2 separate regions of the Danio rerio genome follow, and region 2 is linked to region 1. The links are chromatin contacts, called in public Micro-C maps. All regions are on one chromosome and are shown on one strand. The core of a region is the stretch at or near the end of the contact, and the rest is flanking DNA. Distances in the headings are between cores, read along the strand shown. Region 1 overlaps galnt2 (UDP-N-acetyl-alpha-D-galactosamine:polypeptide N-acetylgalactosaminyltransferase 2). Region 2 overlaps galnt2 (UDP-N-acetyl-alpha-D-galactosamine:polypeptide N-acetylgalactosaminyltransferase 2).

What was found. Hi-C and Micro-C count contacts between places; a contact is called where the count stands out from the background.
Region 2: a contact with region 1 is called in a Micro-C map of caudal fin, with 1.6 times the contacts expected there. The contact joins two enhancer-like sites. A contact is called at or near these places in 2 of 18 Hi-C or Micro-C datasets (caudal fin and an unstated tissue).

The regions. Positions count from the first base shown.
Region 1 is chr13:27,339,752-27,342,545 of GRCz12tu, reverse strand. All of the region lies in intron 1 of galnt2 (UDP-N-acetyl-alpha-D-galactosamine:polypeptide N-acetylgalactosaminyltransferase 2), which reads left to right. Among named protein-coding and RNA genes, the nearest start is that of galnt2, 64 kb to the left of the region's middle. Within about 2 kb of position 1,430, at least 4 of the 62 cell types and tissues checked have an H3K27ac peak or open chromatin away from gene starts, as enhancers often do. A contact at or near this core is called in caudal fin, where this site is marked.
Region 2 is chr13:27,389,266-27,392,059 of GRCz12tu, reverse strand. The region is part of intron 1 of galnt2 (UDP-N-acetyl-alpha-D-galactosamine:polypeptide N-acetylgalactosaminyltransferase 2); the gene reads left to right. Among named protein-coding and RNA genes, the nearest start is that of galnt2, 15 kb to the left of the region's middle. Within about 2 kb of position 1,444, at least 1 of the 62 cell types and tissues checked has an H3K27ac peak or open chromatin away from gene starts, as enhancers often do. A contact at or near this core is called in caudal fin, where this site is marked.

The DNA of each region.
Region 1 (2,794 bases), core at 181-2,680:
CAGAAAATTCCAATATTCTCAAAGGTCTAATAAATAATCTGATGGGTGTTTTGAGCTGAAACTTTACAGACACATTCTAGAGACACATAAGACTTGTTAAATATTGAAAATTAGGTAAAATAGGTGCTCTGTAAATTACATTAATCTTCAGTCATTACATCATCATCTACACACTTGCATAATTATGCACATAAACTACAATGCCTTGTGCACATAATTATGTTAATGCACATTTTTGTTGAAGTATATTTTTATCAGAAGTAATAGTATAAGATAATGGAATCTCATTCCTTTTAATGGCCCTGGTATTTTGATTTTATTCTTACTTAAATATTTTCAATCAAAAAGCATTTTTAATTTTGACATTTCTTGAAGTTATATTATGTTAGATTTTTACGTTTATTACTAGATCTTTTTATTATAATTTTCTTATGGGTTTTTCACCTTTTAATTGGGGTTAGATCTATCTGGGTGTACACATAGATAATTTGCCTTACTTGTATTTGTTCTCGTGCTACTGCATTTTTTATGGAGATTCAGAATATTTGGGGTCCATCAATAAGTAATATTTTTATTTACAAAGCTGTGACTGAAAGCATAATATGCTATGGATTTACTGTGTGGTATGGAAACATTAGTTTAATCCAAAGCTAAACTTTAGCTGGTTAAGACAGCCATGAGAATCTTAGGGAAATGGGAATATGGATCCTTACAATCTCTGTATGAGCAATTAGTTCAGGATTAATTGATTTAAAATATTAGCTGACCCCTCACACATTTTTTTATGAGTTGCAGCCTTCTGGTTGACGATACAGGCTGCCTGTGTGCAGATATAATAGTTTTAAGAAATCATTTTGACCTACATCAATTAGATTTTTAAATGTGTACTTGTTCATGATTGAATGTTTGTGTTGATTTGTTTTTTGATGTCTGTCTGTTCCTGTTCAGCGTATGCAAATGTGGGCCTAGAGTCAAAGACAAATTTCCTCATTCGGGACAATAAAGTGTAAGGATAGTGGAGGTTACAGACTGGAAAAGAAAGTATTGGGAGTAGAGAAAGGGGAAAAGTCGGCAAAGGACTTTAATCCGGGAATTAAACTCTGGTTGCCCTGAGCACCACAGTGCTATATGTTGGTGCACTTAGCCACCAGGCTATTGGCGCCGACATATATTCCTAGATCTGGACAAACAAATCTGCATCACACTATTGAGGTAAATATATTGAAATGTGTGGTTTTGCTCCTCCCCTCTGCTGGTATCTGTAAATCTAATTTCCTCTAGCAGAGATCAGTTGCTGAGTGAAGCCTTCAGCTCGTTCTCGACTGTTTCAGTTGTCTTTGTTCCAGCTATATCTCATGTATAAGGGAGGAGATCTGCCTTCTAGGGCTCTTTGTTTTATTGTCTTTAGGTTCACCACACCTAGTCGTGATGTTGTAAATCCAGCGCAATGTAATCATTTAGCCTTACAGGCAGTTTCTCAGCCAACTAGCAAAGATTGGGGTTGGCTTCAGCAAACACCAAAGCATGACTCACGCCAAAGATGCTAATTGTAGGGGCTAGAGTTTCAAATTCACGTCCAGAGATCTAGAAGACAGATGGTAAAAATGTTAGTCTTTTCAGATGAAGCAGTCCAAGCCTTTATACCTGAAAAGGAGAGGAGAGAAATCTGTTTTTACTTTGTTCATACACCCCTCTTCCAGCAGTGTCTGCCTTGGCATGATGCAGAACTCTACTATTAAGCCACAAGGCCTTGGTATATTCACAGTAAAGCATATTCGTTCTTTATTCAGAAATAAAATGAAGTTTGAAATCACTGAGGAGTGGTAAACATCCCAGTGCCACCTACACTGCTTATTGAACAGCTTTGTACATATGTGATATGGTCACGCAACTGAAAGAAGTAAGCATCTGATAATTATAATGTTATGATAACAAACTCTGAATTTTAGTACTCTTGGCTTTTCCAGAAAGGTTGCTTTGGGAACTCTTTGCTCGTTTTCATCGAGTGGTACAGTACGGTACGGTTCGGGGTACTTTTTATGACCGTTTTCACTGTCAAAAGGTTCCTAAAAGCAACTCGTACTGTACAGTACCACTCAGAGTATAAACCAGGCTTAAGGGTTTCAGATGGCCCGTTTCCACAAAGCGTCCGCTTGTTTGCTTGAGTGTGCACGGTGAAAGTGACGTCATCGCGGAGTTTGCGGATGTTCGCTTTGGGTGGGCACGACATGATTTCAGCTGCCGGTGCGCACAGCATTTTTTGAGACTCGAGCGAACAGTGCACGCGGCGCCATGTTTGATTTGAATATTAAAAAACTTTGAAGAGATTTTGTCTGAAAAAGTACGCCTGTACAGACATCTTCATGAAAGGAAAGTTTTTGTTAAAAGGTTTGGAAAAACCTGAGGGATAAGTTTAAAAAACAAAACACAAGAGGCTGTCGCAAAAGTGAGCCAGGTACACAAGCACAGAAATATGTTTATCCACCAGTCATAGATTTTTACACTGATGTGTATATATACAATTGTGAATTTAAAACAATGTAGTTACAAAACTATAATGAAGTCACAGAATTATTTCTTTGATAACTTGAAAGGAATATTTTAACCTATCGGTTTACAATACGCTGATGCCTGTTTCTCTAGGCTTTATTGGTGATAATGGTCAGAAATGTTGGACCATTATTGCCTTTATAGCATAATAGAGGACGGAAACTAGCCTGACAGAAATGTGTGAATTATGGAGCGGCCTAAATCTAAAAAAAAAAAAAAAAAAACATCTATTTTTAAGTAAGTG
Region 2 (2,794 bases), core at 195-2,694, 50 kb before region 1:
AAGATTCTTGATTTCACTGTCCATGCTCTTAGAGCTGCTGTAAATGATGGCTGAAATAATGATGTCATTTAGGGATGCTATTAGTCATTGTCATGATTCAAAACATATTCACTTATTAAAATCTGAGATTTATTTATTGGCATATTTTGACGTTGTCTTTTCACCGTTCATGAATCTATATAGCCACAAGACCTGTTCAAATTTTCTTCTTTTTTTTTTATTTTGTACTTCTTTTTGTCTTTTTCATTTGTTCATGTTGTTGTTATTATTATTATTATTATTATTATTATTATTGTTGTTATTATTATTATCATTATTATAGGCTTGTTTTTTGGTTTGTAGCAGGGCTGCACAATATTAAGAATCTTATTTTGCGACTATTTTCCTGCGTGATAGATGCGAAATATTACACGCGTAGCAGTGCGATATGGCTGTATATCGGCACTGGTTGGAGGTGTGCGCTAGCACAAGGCCACCAGTCGAGTGCCTTGGTGTCCCACCAGTGACAATATACAGCCTAATCACACTTCTAAGATTGTGATATTGCGTTTATACAACATAATCAGGCATAATCGTGCATATAATTAAGAAAATTCTCATGGAGAGTTTAAAAATCCTTTTGTTTATGGAATTACTTTCTTCCGCCATTTATTCACATTTGCAGCTGACTTCAGAACAGAAGACGTCATTATCACTTTAGATCTAGTATTTGAAGGATTCTCTAGCGTAATGTCTAAAGTGATGGCAAAACAAAGGATTTTGCTCACATTTTAAGATTATAAGGCTGAACGACATAAAATGCAATCAGACTAGAGAGATTTCCCAGTATTTCTCTGTTGCAGTAGGGAGATCACAATAATTAACCATGAGAAATCCAAAGTAGTTGTATTGCATGAGAAATAACAAAAAATAATAATACTGAATAATACATAAAAGTAATGCATATTTTTTAAACCAAGCCATCTATTCCACTGCAGAATCTTTACATTTAAGAGTGTTTAATACTCAAATAATTACTAAATCTATTTATTCATGGACTTTATAAGTTATCATAGATATACCAATGCTATGAATTTTTCGTCATAACATATATTTGCTGAACAAAATAGCATTTAATTGCTGTCATTTTGAAATCCTATACAGTAGATTTTTTTTCCCTCCACGGTCACTGTTCAGTGGAAACCAGTAACACATCTCAAGACTGAACATCCGCTTCATGTCTACACAGACACATCTGCCTGTCAGCTTGTGCTTGAAATATCATGGCACGTTTCCCACATAGATTAAACAAAGATAGTCTATGAGCGCTGAGCGAAGCAGAGTTGTTTAAACAATATGCAAGGGCCCGGTTCTTCATGTTTCGAGACATATACACTAATGGGAAAACACTGAGCATATTGCCAAGGGCAAGAGCGTGTTGAAGATGAGGTTTTCTTAGCCAAGCGCTTCCAGGCTGTTTGCCGTCTTGGCATCTCGGAGAGTGCCACAGACCAATCAAACAACAGCCATGTGATTTTTAATGAGCTCGGGTTTTGGAATAGCCTCCAGTGATGTATCATCATGTCAGCGGAAGACGTTACAAAGCTGCTGATTAAAAGCTGTATGAAGCTATTGTGCACACCTTTGCACTCAAAATGCACAAACTTAAAAGCATAAACCTCTATAATTTGCATAAAAAAACGGTTGCTGTAATTAACCATGTTACCAACAACCTATTTTAGTGCATATTTTGGAATAACACATAAAAATGCATTATCAAAACAGGAATTAGAGGAAAAATTGATTCAAAATCACGATGCATTTATAAATTGATCTTCTAAAGTTTGTAATCCAATTTTTTTTAAGATATAATCACGACAGGCCTGTGGAGATGTGAGCTAGAAACATAAAAATAATAAGAGTTGACAAGCATATGTATGTATGCTGCTGGATTGTGACTCCCAGAATTGCAATCAGATTGGATCGTGAATCCCTGAAGATTCCCACCACTGATCAAAACTTCAGGATGCACATAAATTTTGAAAATGCTCTTAAAAAAAAAAAAAGTAGAAAAAAGTTGCATAAACTACGATAGAAACACGTTTACCAAAAAAATTTCAGCATGCACCTCAAATATAATAAGTTTATTTCTTTTAACAGTTGAAGTAATAACAAAATCTAATTTAAGCATGATGGGATGGCATAAATGGACAAATCAGTGTACCGACCACATTGTACAACATCTGAAATGTTTTTATGATCATACTAAAATAAGTTGGTCAAAGCCAGTATTCAAAATGGTTTGGTATTATTGCCTCCTTATTATTATTATTATTGCCCCCCACTGACTCTTTTGCCCCCCCCCCACCCCCCAATACATCCCCCACTCTCCTCTAACTTATACTCCTCGCAATAACTGCACTGTTTAACATTTGCACATTTAAAAACTTGCACATTCACTGCATCACATTGAACTGTTTACTTATTGAACTGTACATAACCACTGCATATGGACATTTGTAATTATGTAGACACCCACTATAAATATAGACTTGTAATCTAGTACTGATTATTAATAGCAACCTGTACATATATTCATATATTGTTACATATACACTTGTAATCATGTTTATCTATCCCTGTACATATTTTCATATATTGTAACATATACACTTGTAATCATGTTTATCTATGTGCACACTACTGATTATTAATAGCAACCTGCACATTCATATATTGTAAATCTGCTCATAGCTTATCCAACCTGTATATAATGTTCATAGTACATCCATCGTAAATATCACCATAGTTTTTC